Regions from separate parts of the Danio rerio genome. Here region 2 is linked to region 1. Evidence: chromatin contacts called from public Hi-C data. All regions are on one chromosome and are shown on one strand. Each heading gives the region's core, a stretch centred on a gene start, on an enhancer-like site or on the middle of the called end of the contact. The rest is flanking DNA. Distances are from core to core; before and after follow the strand shown. Region 1 holds the start of efhc1 (EF-hand domain (C-terminal) containing 1). Region 2 holds the start of ipo13b (importin 13b).

What was found. Hi-C and Micro-C count contacts between places; a contact is called where the count stands out from the background.
Region 2: a Hi-C map of hematopoietic stem cells shows a contact between it and region 1, with 2.2 times the contacts expected there. The contact joins the promoter of ipo13b here to the promoter of efhc1 in region 1. A contact is called at or near these places in 3 of 18 Hi-C or Micro-C datasets (caudal fin, hematopoietic stem cells and an unstated tissue) and 2 of 4 datasets of contacts at active chromatin or transcription factors (caudal fin and embryo).

Annotation. Positions count from the first base shown.
Region 1 is chr20:51,343,708-51,350,519 of GRCz12tu, reverse strand. It overlaps efhc1 (EF-hand domain (C-terminal) containing 1), which reads left to right and starts at 2,828. Exons shown (of 10, transcript NM_200967.1): 1 at 2,828-2,968; 2 at 4,467-4,688; 3 at 5,562-5,849; 4 at 6,328-6,480. The coding sequence starts at 2,906.
Region 2 is chr20:51,593,302-51,600,113 of GRCz12tu, reverse strand. It overlaps ipo13b (importin 13b), which reads left to right and starts at 2,661. Exons shown (of 21, transcript XM_002665780.8): 1 at 2,661-3,043. The coding sequence starts at 2,996.

The DNA of each region.
Region 1 (6,812 bases), core at 1,579-4,078:
AGTCATTTCTGATTCACCATTACATTTTCACTTATTTCAGTGACTAGGCTAAAAAACTTAGCAGTTGTCTGTATTTATTTTTTGTTTTCCCTGTTTTTTAATGCTTTTAAATTGGATAATGGGAGATTGATATTTCCTCTAACAACTTTTAACCTTGAAAAAGTTCAGAAAAGTGACTTATTCACATTTTTAATAGTTTAAATATATAATTAGTGATATATTGTCTGGAATGGTGTTGTAAAATATGCTACAAAACCCTTGTAATAAACCGCACCGTACATATTTTGTTATTTTACACACTCATTTCTCTATATATTATTTCTTATACATTATATTATTTCAAACGACTACTAAAATCTCAATAAAAGTCACTTTGTTAAACTGAAGAGTTGAATTTTCAACAATAAAAGTCAACAGAGCAGAGATCAACATCCCATAATCCAATTCAATATCGTAAATAAACAAATAATACGTCAATTAATTTTTTTTTTTTTACAGTGCACTTGTCACAATAACCAGCGATCATCGCTAGAGAACTACAAATCTGTCACGGACTTCAAATCCCATCATGCACTTCACACACACCAGTTTCAGTTCTCTCCCTGGTTGCCCACACACAGATGGAAAAGAATCATAGATTGATTGCATGGGCTCTATATTCACCTCTCACACACTCATGGCTGAGTCTTGTTGGTTAATAACCTGTAAAACCACGAATCATTATCCTGTCTAGTCTTTCTGTGTTTGATTCTTGTGTGTGAGAGGTGCATGATGGGATTTGAAGTCTAGTTGCGTGACAGATTTGTAGTTCTGCCCATCTCTCTTCTTCTTTCTTCAATGAAAGGGTATCAACAAATTTGTCCACGTCTGTTTTATTTAGTGCATTCTATTATTCACGCTGTAAATTCATCTCCGCCTTTATGAAATCTATTTTGATATTTAAACAGTTTTGTTTTGATACCACTACATATATATATATTTTTGGATGGAGTATTTTTATACTGTGGCAGAGCTTTGCCTGATTGCTCAGGGATGCAATCCAAGTGTTTTTTGTGTGTGTATAATCTAATGTTGGTGGAAAGCGGATGTGAAACATTCAGATGTTCCTGCATAGATGCAACTTTAACCTCAAAGAGGGTCTTATAGGAACGTGATGGACAGAACAGTGCCTTAAACACAACACACGTCAACACAAATGTCCTTTCTGTTTGTTACAGCTGTGATTTATGTGTTTCTGTTACAGCATAGGAGAGCTCAGATTTCATGCAGAGGATGATAAACCTTAAATAACTTACTTTACATTCTTCAAAATAAAGTTTTTTAAAGGTGCTTGTGTTCAGATATGTGTTTATTGGTAAATAATGATTTAACTTTAATTATTATCATTAATATGAATATTATTAATAATAAAAAATTCATAAATAAATAAATAGATTATGTTAGATGTATGATACATTTATAAAATGTAAATAAATACAATGGATAAATAAGGTCAAGAAATTAGCAGTTGGCAAAAGTTTTCAAAAATATATAATACAACATATAATGTTTTTTTTATTTAAATATAGTGGTCTATATTAAGAAAAATGGATGATATTGTGGTCAGAAATAGTAGATAGTAGTTTTATTATTATTAAATGACCCATGAAATAAAATAACAAACATTGTAGCCAGCAAATGAAAAAAAAAAAATATAATAATTTGGGCAGTAAAAATAAATGTATAACTTTAAATAAATAAATAATGATGTCTTTTCCCCAATATTTGATATTGTTAAATATATTTTAAATAAATCAATGTAAATAAATATAATTAATACATAAAGAAAAAGTTTAAAAATATATAATACAATGTTAAAGTTTATTTAAACATATATAGTGCGCCATGTAAATTAATTAAAAATATTGTGGTCAGACATGTAGCAGAAGTAGAGGATTGCTAAACAATATTTGTTGCAACATTTAATCTTTTTTATTATTAATAAATGGGTCATAACATAAAATTAAAAGATGCTTGTAAAAATGTAAAAAATAAATAAATAAAATAAATAAGTAAAATTTGGTCAGTTTAAATAAATCTATAAATAAATAAATTATGTTTATAAGGTCAAAAATTAGCAGTTGGCAAAAGTTTTTTTTTAAAAATATAAAAATATATAGTGGTCATTGTAAATGATTTAATAATTTTATCAAAATAGGGTCAGAAATGTAGCAGAAGTAGATGTTCGCTTAACAATATTTAATGCAACATTTAATCTTTTATTATTATTATTATTATTTTTATTATTATAAAAATGGCCCATAACATAAAATAAATGCTTTCATACATTGTAGCCAGCAAATTTTGATTAAAAAATTATTTTGGGCAGGAAAAATAGATGTATAACTAAATAAATGTGGTCATGAAACTAGCAGTTTGCAAAATAAAATAAAAATGTCCAACTGCATTTTTTTACCACATTATTTATTTATTTACATTTATTTATACATGTATTTAGTGTAATTAAAAAAAAATAATAATAAAGTGGCACATGAGCAGTAAGTTTTATTTACTTATTTTTGCGCCTGTAGTAGGACAGATGTAGTAAATCTATATACGTTTAAAGTATATATACGTTAGCTTATTGTACACACGTGGGTTGTTTACTCGCACCTAAAGCAGGATCACCGCTCATGTACAGGCGGAAGAGGGTTTGTTTTCATAGTAAATGAAAGATTTAGCGCCACCTGCTGGTGAATACGTTGTGGGTGAGGGACTTGTTTACATTATCACCACAACCGCAAGTGTTTGTGATCTCCATGGAGACCTTTGTAAATAACCCTCCTCAGGGAAGCACTGCAGTCCCGTGAGAGAAAAGCATATTCACTTTATTTTAATAAACATTTATAGAGAGAAATTAGTCATAATGTCTATTAATACAGGACACGGACTTCCTTTCCTGCCAGGAAACACATTTCGCGATTTAACGGTAAGAGTTTTAAACCGTGTAAGCCCGTATTATCTGCTAACTAGGCCCAATTATTTATTCTGTAGAATTATATTTTTATAGGCGTTCTTAGGTTAGCCAAAATGAAAATTACTCTTACTCGAGTGGTTGCAAACCTTTAATGTATGTTTCTTTCTTCTCTTCTTAAACAGTAAAGAAGATATTTTGAAGCATGCTGAAAACCTGTAACGGTTGACTTTCATAGTAGGACAAACAAACCCTGCTGAAAAATTCAGCTTTAACCAGCCTAGGCTGGTTGGCTGGTTTTAGCTGGTCGACCAGCCTGGTTTTAGAGGGGTTTTGGCCATTTCCAGGCTGGTTTCCAGCCATTTCCAGCCTGGTCTTAGCTGTTCAGGCTGGGAGATGACCAGCTGAAACCAGCTTGACCAGCCTAGCCAAGCTGGGGGTCCAGCCAAAACCAGCTATGTCCAGCTTAAACCAGGCTGGTCAAGCTGGTTTAGCTGGATTTAGCTGGTCATTTTCCAGCCTGACCAGCTAAGACCAGGCTGGAAATGGCTAGAAACCAGCCTAGAAATGGCCACAACCCCTCTAAAACCAGGCTGGTCAACCAGCTAAAATCAGCCAACCAGCTTAGGCTGGTTTAAGCCGGATATTTCAGCAGGGAATACTGTGGAAGTCAAGGCATTAGCTTTAAAATGAATAATAATAATAATAATAATAATTTTTATTTATATAGCGCCTTTCCAGAGCTCAAGGACACTTTACAAGGAATGCAACAAAAAGATAAACAAACATACATGAGGTCAAATATAACAAACTTGAATAACACAAACAAGACCTAAGAGACATATGAGCATAGTAGTGGTGGATCAGATGCGAAGCATTCAGAAAATAAGTGAGTCTTAAGTAAGGATTTGAATTCAGAGATATTATTAGCAGAGCAGACTGAGTGTGGTAGAGTTCCAGAGTTTGGGTGCAATAACACTAAATAATCTGCCCCCCATTGAAGAGAGGCGGTATCGAGGGACAGCAAGAAGCCCAGAGTCAGCAGACTGTAAAGAGCGAGTTGGGGTGTAGGGGACAAGCATTTTATGGCTTTTTACAAAAGTGAACCTGACCATGCAGCCGTTTTGTTTCTGCATTATTGTATCTTCATAAACGTTCTTAAAGGGATAGTACACCCAAAATAACATTTACTCGCACTCAAAGGGTTCCAAACTTTTAACGTATGTTTATTTCTTCTGTTTAACACTAAAGAAGATATTTTAAAGCATGTTAAAAACCTGTAACCATTGACTTTCATAGTAGGAAAAACAGATATTATAGAAATCAATGGTTACTGCTTTTTAGCTTTCTACAACATTAATTTTCTGTTCAAGAGAAGAAAGAAACTCATACAGATTTGAATTGAATATAAAGGGTGAGTAAATGATGACAGAGTTTTCAGTTTTGGGTGAAGTGTCTCTTCATATCCCTATGATGTGCATAAATCATGTTGTTCCATTCTTCTGTCCTCCAGAAATCTGCTTTCCACCGAGCTCAGACTCTTGATTTTAAGAACGGGTACGCTCAGCCCCGGCGGCCCGTGGTGGGTATCGGTCAAGACCCGCTGCTGTCGGTGAACATCAGTCACAGCGAGAGGAACCAGCTGATCACCGACATCCCTAACCTGACCTACGGTACCGATAGATCACACCTGCCACTAGAGTTCATACCGGCACACGCTGCTTATGACAAGAAGGTGAAGATCTATCTATCTATCTATCTATCTATCTATCTATCTATCTATCTATCTATCTATCTATCTATCTATCTATCTATCTATCTATCTATCTATCTATCTATCTATCTATCTATCTATCTATCTATCTATCTATCTATCTATCTATAGTTCTTTCTGCAGTTTTCTCTATCCATCCATCCATCCATCCATCCATCCATCCATCCATCCATCCATCCATCCATCCATCTATCTATCTATCTATCTATCTATCTATCTATCTATCTATCTATCTATCTATCTATCTATCTATCTATCTATCTATCTATCTATCTATCTATCTATCTATCTATCTATCTATTGTTCTATCTATCGTTCTATCTATCGTTCTATCTATCGTTCTTTCTGTAGTTTTCTCCATCCATCCATCCATCCATCCATCCATCCATCCATCCATCCATCCATCCATCCATCCATCCATCCATCCATCCATCCATCCATCCATCCATCTATCTATCTATCTATCTATCTATCTATCTATCTATCTATCTATCTATCTATCTATCTATCTATCGATCTATCGTTCTTTCTGCAGTTTTCTCTATCCATCCATCCATCCATCCATCCATCCATCCATCCATCCATCCATCCATCCATCCATCCATCCATCCATCCATCCATCCATCCATCCATCCATCCATCCATCCATCCATCCATCCATCCATCCATCTATCTATCTATCTATCTATCTATCTATCTATCTATCTATCTATCGATCGTTCTTTCTGTAGTTTTCTCCATCCATCCATCTATTGTTTTATCTAGTCTTGTCTATACTTCTGTCTGTCCGTCTGTCCATCTCTCCATCTCACCTTTCCCCTCTGACCTCTGCAGGTGTTGCGTTTCTATGGTTATTTCCGTCAGGAAGTGCTTCACTCTTGGGATGAGCACTTCCGCATTCGTCCAGTGGTGTTTTACTATCACCTGGAGGATGACAGCATCTGTGTGACCGAGCCGCCGGTGGAAAACTCTGGAATCCCTCAGGGAAAACTGATCAAGCGGCAGAGACTGAGCAAAAACCCACGTGGAGATCTGTACCACTGGAAGGACCTGAACGTGGGGATGGACATCAACTTGTTTGGAGAGGTTTACAGGATCACACACTGCGACCCCTTCACACAGGTACAAAGACAACGAGTCTGCTGGTGTGATATGTCTGATGAGTTTGGTCTGAATAAATATGTGTGTGTGTGTGTGTGTGTGTGTGTGTGTGTGTGTGTGTGTGTGTGTGTGTGTGTGTGTGTGTGTGTGTGTGTGTGTCTACCTTGTGTTTCTCATGTTGTGGGGAGCAAATACCAGTCAATTTTGTTTGGTCCCCATGACAAAAAAAGCTCATAAATTAGACAGAATTAAGTATTTTTAAAATGTAAAAATGCAGATTGTTTCCTGTAATGGTCGGGTTTGGGGGTAGGATTGGGGTAAAGGAATCAAATATACAGTACAGTCTTTATAGTATAAACATCATTATGTCTATGGGAAGTCCCCATAAAGATAGCTGTACAAGATTGTGTGTATACATTTTGTACAGTATAAATACAATGGAAACCAATACAATATCTCCACAATTCACAAAAACAAATATGTATGTTTGTGTGTGTAGGACTTCATGGAGAGTCAGGGAATTGTACTGAATGAATTTGAGTCCATTCCCAGTGACCCGTACACTGCCCGCCGTGCTCACAACCAACAAACCCACATCACACCCTATGACCACAACCATCAGCTGGAGCGATTCCTTGCTCTGGATCGACAGGTAAACGCTTAAAAAAACTGGTTTGTAAAGTATATTTGTATATTTGCTGTTGTTTTTATTGGTTTATTTCTCATGCTTTCAGCTCAATTTTATGTTTTATAATTTCCTCCTGTTAGTAGACTAACTGCAACACATTTTATTGACAAGACTTAATATTTACTAATAAATAAAAACAAAAGCTTTTTTTAATGCTCAGAAGTGTTATATTATATTATTTGATATTATATTATTTTAAATTATATTATATTATTTATTTCATAGTCATTCAGTGGTTCATTCATTTTCTTTTCGGCTTAGTCCCTTTATTGATCTGGAGTCGCCACAGCGGAATG
Region 2 (6,812 bases), core at 1,412-3,911, 250 kb before region 1:
ACCTGTATTGACCATTGCTTGCCTGATGGCGAATAAACCTGCAAGTGGATCCAAACTTCTGCTGTTTGTGTCACTTCCCCGCGTTACAACGTGTGTGTTTATTTTTAAGACTGTTCTGGCAGAAGCACTCGTACCTCTCAGCCAATCAGATGAGAGCTGTAGTCGATGTCAACCACTCTGCGCTCCTTCAGCGCAGTCTGTTCCTCTCCAGCATGGCGAATGGAGAAAGAGATGCGCAGGCTTCAAGCAAGAACTATTAAATTCCCTGACTTTCACTGACTTAAAAACCTAATTTACATTATATCTAATGAACGTAAACAGGCTGCTGTTGTGCTTTATTAATATGTAGAATATAAATATAACATTAATAGTTTTTGGGATATTTTTCAACACAAATCGAGCATCTTAGATCATTTCAAACATGTTTAATGCCATTCATGATTTTAGGGTGCTTTCACACCTGTGAATCGATTCAGTTGTTCCGAAACAGATTTTACAATTGTTACATTGTTGCTCTTTGCTCTTGGAGCGGTTTGCTTTCACACTGCAAAGTTTCTAATCGGACCAAAAGAGCTAAAACAAGTCATGTGCGAGTAAACTCTCCTTACATTGGTCAGAGTGTCAGGGTTTATTTTGCAGTGTCCCGCTCAGCTGTCAGGAGAGGTGGTGGATTGGTGGTGATTGACAGGGTGTGCGCACGATGTGTCTGAGGAGAGATGCGGTGGGGAGGGGTGAGAAGGGTGCGCGACGATGCCTATTTGAGGACCGGGAGGGAGACGCAAGATTACCGGGAGATCATCCCTCGTTTGCGGGCATCCGGAGACTCGCGAAACTTCCCGCCATACTCACAATTCTCTCTTCATATAGCCGTATGCCTATAACATACAGTATCCATAAAACACTGTGATATAACCGCGCTCGGATCGGATCGCTTTCTCACTGCAATCAATCCGCTCCAGGGTTCGTTTCAATCGTGCCGAGACCACCTCATTCAAGCGATCTCGGAGCGATTACTTTGGCGCGGAACAGAGCGCGATTGCCCTGTTCACATATGCCAAACAAACCGCGCTAACTGGGCAAACGAGATACGTTCCGAAACAAAAGTGTAGGTGTGAAAGCACCCTTAATCTGCCCTCTACGCATATGTACATCTTGTTTTTTGCGTGAATTACTTTAGAGTCTTATCTGACTCCATAGTTCTGTGTCAGTTAAATCAGTTGACTATTGAAATTCAAAATTTTAACCCAACTGGTTGAGTTATTAAATAAATACCAAAATAAATGTTAAAAATAACCTAACAAAGCACCAAATATTTATCTCAGCTGGTTGAGTTATTACTGAAGATTAAAAAATAACCCAACAAAGCACCAAATATTTTAAACTCAACCAGTGGGTGAAATAAATAACTCAACGTCTTTAAGAGTGCAGTAAATTCTAGTGTTTCTAAATTTTTGGACATTGACATGTACTTTCTGCAAACAAGCAGAGGAGACATGTGTTTTGATATTGTCCAATTTCCAATCAATTTTGGTCACTACTAAGTTCTCAAATATTTGATTCTGCAAGTACTCTGAATTGCTTTTGTCTAAAAAACATAATTTTTTTTATTATAATAACCCAAAAGATAAACCCCTGAGGTGACGCAGTGGAACAGTAGGTAGTGCTGTCGCCTCACAACAAGAAGGTTGCTGGTTCAAGCCTCGGCTGGGTCAATTGGCGTTTCTGTGTGGAGTTAGCATGTTCTCCTTGCATTCGCATGGGTTTCCTCCGGGTGCTCCCAGGGGTTCTGGATGCATACCTGGTGCATCCAATGCTTTTCAGTGGGCTCACCTAGCCCCACCCCTAACCCTACCCGTCAGAGTGACGTCACTCACTCTATTGCGTTCATTGAGTCTGACATTGCATCGCTGAGTGAAAAGCCTGATGCAAAAGGGCTAATGAATAAAAGGACTTAGCCGAAGTAAAATTAATGAATTAATGAAATAGGCAAACTTAATGAATGAATAAATGACTTTGGACACAGGTGAGACATTTGATTACTTTTTTCTTAGCAATTCCGTGAATTGTCTCAAAATACAAAGTAAAATACATTTCAATAGCAACCCAAACATTTTACACACGTATTGTTTAGGCTTAATAAATGGACTCTAAATGTATAATAACTGTAAGAGAACTCCATCTATTGCACACTCTCAGAAACCGAAATCCTTGCAAAACGTCCAAAGTACCACAAAGAGTCGCTGTGACATCGCAAATGAACGTTAGTGCTTAAAAACTACATTTCCCATAATGCAAAGCTAAGGACCATTTAGGATCACAAGGATGTAGCCTGATTATAAAGAACTTGCTAAAGTGCTACGAGATGCATTTTACATGAAATCAGCACACTTCTGAAGGTTTAAAACGTAAAGTAACAATCGGAAATCAAATCTGAGGCTCTTCAAAGGGACAACCAATCAATTAGATTAAACCACCATGCATAAATACAGTCAACAACACATTTATGATTAAAGTAATCACGTTTTTAACATTCACACACATAAATAGGCCTACATTTTAATTTAAAAATATGTACATTTTTTTAAAAATGTATGAATACTGTTATTTAATCTCTCTCCTTTTTAATGCAGGCAGATATGTGGGCAGCGTTTATTCGGTTCAGTCATACCGAAAAGAAGGGTAGAGGGAGGACGCGCGCACACCGGATCACCGGGAGCGGACCGGACAGAAACGTGCGGACACAGTTTTGTGACATATGATCATTTTCATCGGTCATCTGAGATATGAAGGGTTATTTTTTAAATCATGAGTGAAATATGAGAATGAGAGACATGAGATCGCGCGCACCGGCCTGATCGCGCGCGCCCGGCCGAATCAGATTCACCTCAGTGATATCATTCAGCGTTATCATCATATTTATATAATTCTAGAGGATTTCTACAAGACATTGTGTTCAAGAGAGCGAAAGGAGGTGTGTGTTATAAAAAACACGGAGATGGATTCGGACACAGCCGCAGACTTCACCGTGGAAAACGTGGAGAAGGTAAAACATGTGTTTATTATCTTTCATTTCAGTGTTGTGCTAAGGCTAATCACATCCAAAATAAAAGTTTGATTGGACATAACGTTAATGTATATGTGCGTGTATTGTATTTATTTATTATGTATATGATACACACACAAACATAGAAACAAAACCATCCCAAACATCTTTGTCACATGTATATTTGTACATGTATATATAATTTGTATCACACATATTAACTTTCTATGTAAATATAAACATTTGATATATAAATTTAAACATTGTTTTGTGTATTTATATATCCATAATAAATATGCACAGTACACACAGTAAATAAATTGTCAAAACAAACGTTTAGTTTGGATGCGATTAACCGCGATATGTAATACCTTTGTAACGTTACTCTTAGAAAAAATATCAAGTAGTGTTGACTTGAGTTGAATCTAAATTCATTAAAGTTTGCAAAATATGAAGTATCTATCAACCTATTTAGCTATCTATCAAATACTACACTACCATGAAGTTACAACTACAATGTGTTCAATCCCTAAGCTAGGATGGCATGCATGATTTATAGTTATATATGTTTATGTCTTTTATTGTTTGTAATCTAGAAAGTATTCATAGTGTTTAAATTTTTCCACATTTTTTTTGTCACAGTTTTTTTCCAAAATAGATTAAATTCATTTATTTCCTCAAACATCTGCACACAATACCCCATAATGACAATGTGAAAAAAGAGTTTTTGAAATTGTTGCAAATTTATAAATAATAAAGAAGCTGAAAAATCAGATGTACATCAGTATTCACAGCCTTTGCCATGAAGCTCTAAATTGAGCTCAGGTACATTCTGTTTCCACTGATCATTCTTGAGATGTTTTAGCAGCTGAATTGGAGTTTACCTGTGGTCAATTCAGTTGATTGGACATGATTTGAAAAGGCATACACCTGTCTATATAAGGTCCCAGGGTTGGCAGTGCATATCAAAGCACAAACCAAGCACGAAGACAAAGGAATTGTCTGTAGACCTCTGAGGCAGGATTGTCTCAAGGCACAAGGCTGGGGAAGGATACAGAAACATTTCTGCTGCTCTGAAAGTTCCAATGAGCACAGTAGCCTCCATCATGCGTAAGTGGAAGATATTTAACCACCAGGACTCTTCCTAGAGCTGGCCGGTCACCTAAGCTAAGTGATCAAAGGAGAAGGGCCTTAGTTAGGGAGGTGATCAATAACCCATTGCCTGGAATTTGCCAAAAGGCATCTGAAGGACTCTCAGACCATAAGAAACTAAATTCTCTCTTTGGAGTGAATGCCAGGCGTTACGTTGGGAGAAAACCAGGCACCGCTCATCAGCAGGCTAATAGCATCCCTACAGTGAAGCATTGTGGTGGCAGCATCATGCTGTGGGGATGTTTTTCAGCAGCAGGAACTGGAAGACTAGTCAGGATAGAGGGAAAGATGAATGCAGCAATGTACAGAGACATCCTGAAGGAAAACCTGCTTCAGAGTGCTCTTGACCTCAGACTGGGGCGACGGTTCATCTTCCAGCAGGACAATGACCCAAAGCACAAAGCCAGAATATCAATGGAGTGGCTTCACAACAACTTGGTGAATGTACTTGAGTGGCCCAGCCAGAGCCCAGACTAAATCTTATTGAACATCTCTGGAGAGAACTGTACACCGTCGCTTCCCATCCAACCTGATAGAGCTTGAGAGGTGCTGCAAAGAGGAATGGGCAAAAAATTCCAAAGACAGGTGTGCCAAGCTTGTGGCATCATATTCAATAAGACTTGCTGTAATTGCTGCCAAAAAGTGCATCAACAAAGTATTGAGCAAAGGCTGTGAATACTGATGCACATGTGAATTTTCAGTTTTTTTTTTGTTTTTTTTTTTAAGAATTTTGCAACAAATTCAAAAACTCTCTTTTTCTTTTTTTATCATTTATCATATATATATTCATATATATATATATATATATATATATATATATATATATATATATATATATATATATATATGAATATATATATGAATATATATATTAATGTGCTTATATGTAAAAATGCGTCCAAATCATGAGTATTAATTATGCTAAAAAGAAGAAGAAAATGTTTAACCAGTGCATCATTTATCATTCATTAATTCAGATTTTTGCAGTATAAATAATATGCCATTATTCTTTTCTATTATCAATAATAACTAGATTTAAAAAATAACTATGGGGATAAGCGTGTCAAAAATGTCTTCATGAATATTAATTGTGCTAAAAATGAAATGTATAAATCTGTTCAACCATCTCATAATTTATTATTCATTTAATAATATTTTTGTGGTGTAGAAATAATATGCCTTTTAAATGCTAATTAGATTTATAAATATATGGTGTTAAATGTGTTTAGTTATCAAAAAATGTCCAATTCATGAGTATTAATTGTGCTCAAAGGAGAAAAATCTGTTTAACAGCACAAAATCTATCATTAATCATTGACTTCTTTTGATTTTTGTGGTGAAATAAGTCTCACACGTTTTCTTGGTAGGTTTAAGGAAAGGTTACCCTCAGTCGGCGAGCGTCTAAAATTGTGGTGATTTCCTTAATTTACTCTCTGTTTTATGCCTCGATCTGTTCCTGAGAATGAGTGTGTGTGTGTGTGTATGCGACTGTAATGCAGCTGATCTCTGATGATCAGGTTACAAACGTGAGACTCGTGTGTTCATCATTAGATTAGAGAAGAGAGGGATATTATTGATCTCTCTGTGAGGATGAGGGTGGTGTCCCGTCTGTCTCATGTCGGAGGGCTGTCACATCTTTATCCCAAAACTCATGCTTTTATTTCGGGCTGCACAATATATCGTTTCAGCAGCGACATTGTAACGTGCACATCTCCAATACAGTGTAATTTGAGTCTTTTGACTACAATTCTATTTTAGCTTTAGTCATATTTGAATCTTCTGAATCATTTTAGTTTTAGTCGACTAAATTTCGTAAATTTTTAGTCAACTAAATCTTCTCTAGATTTAGTTGATTAAAATATATTTGGCTTAATTTAAGTTTAATGTTATTAAATATCTAATTTAAAAATTTAATAAAATGCTCTAATTAAAATATGGAATATAGCTTTTCCATTGAAAATTAAAAATTAAATAAACATGGTTTATTTATATCAGAATTAATATGTACAATTATGTGTCGGCAATCAATCCACATGTAAGAACAGTAGCCATCTGAAAATGCGGCATTGTGCAATTATTTAGCAAACCCTTTGTTTTAACTTGGTTAACTACACTCTTTTTGGCCAGTCTGTTGAACAGTTTCAAGCCATTAAATGTTTGAAGGGGCTTAAAATAGTTTAGGTCCACTTTGCAATGTCAGTCTATAGCAAGCTTTACTGTTGTAGTTGCTGTTAACTTGCAGTACAACTTATTTTTGATTTTTGAGCTTGCGGTTTCAAACAGATGCACATCTGTTAATATTTTACTGACATAATTCTTGTTGTTAATCTTTTCTCTAATATGTAAACGCTTAAAATAAGGGTAATTCTTTCATTGTTGCTTTTTTTTATTTTAACGCTTTCTCTAATAGATTAGTTGCATTTTTTTTGTAACAAGTTGATTTAAAATTAGCATGTTAAGTGTACTACAAGCTTTCCAAAAATACAGCTAGAAGCTCATTTTAAAGGGATAGTTTAAAGTTGAGGAAATGGTGAGTAAAACTATCTCTTTAAAAATATTTTAATATACATTATACTTTTGATAGACCACAAAGGCAGCTTAGAATCCATAACAATAA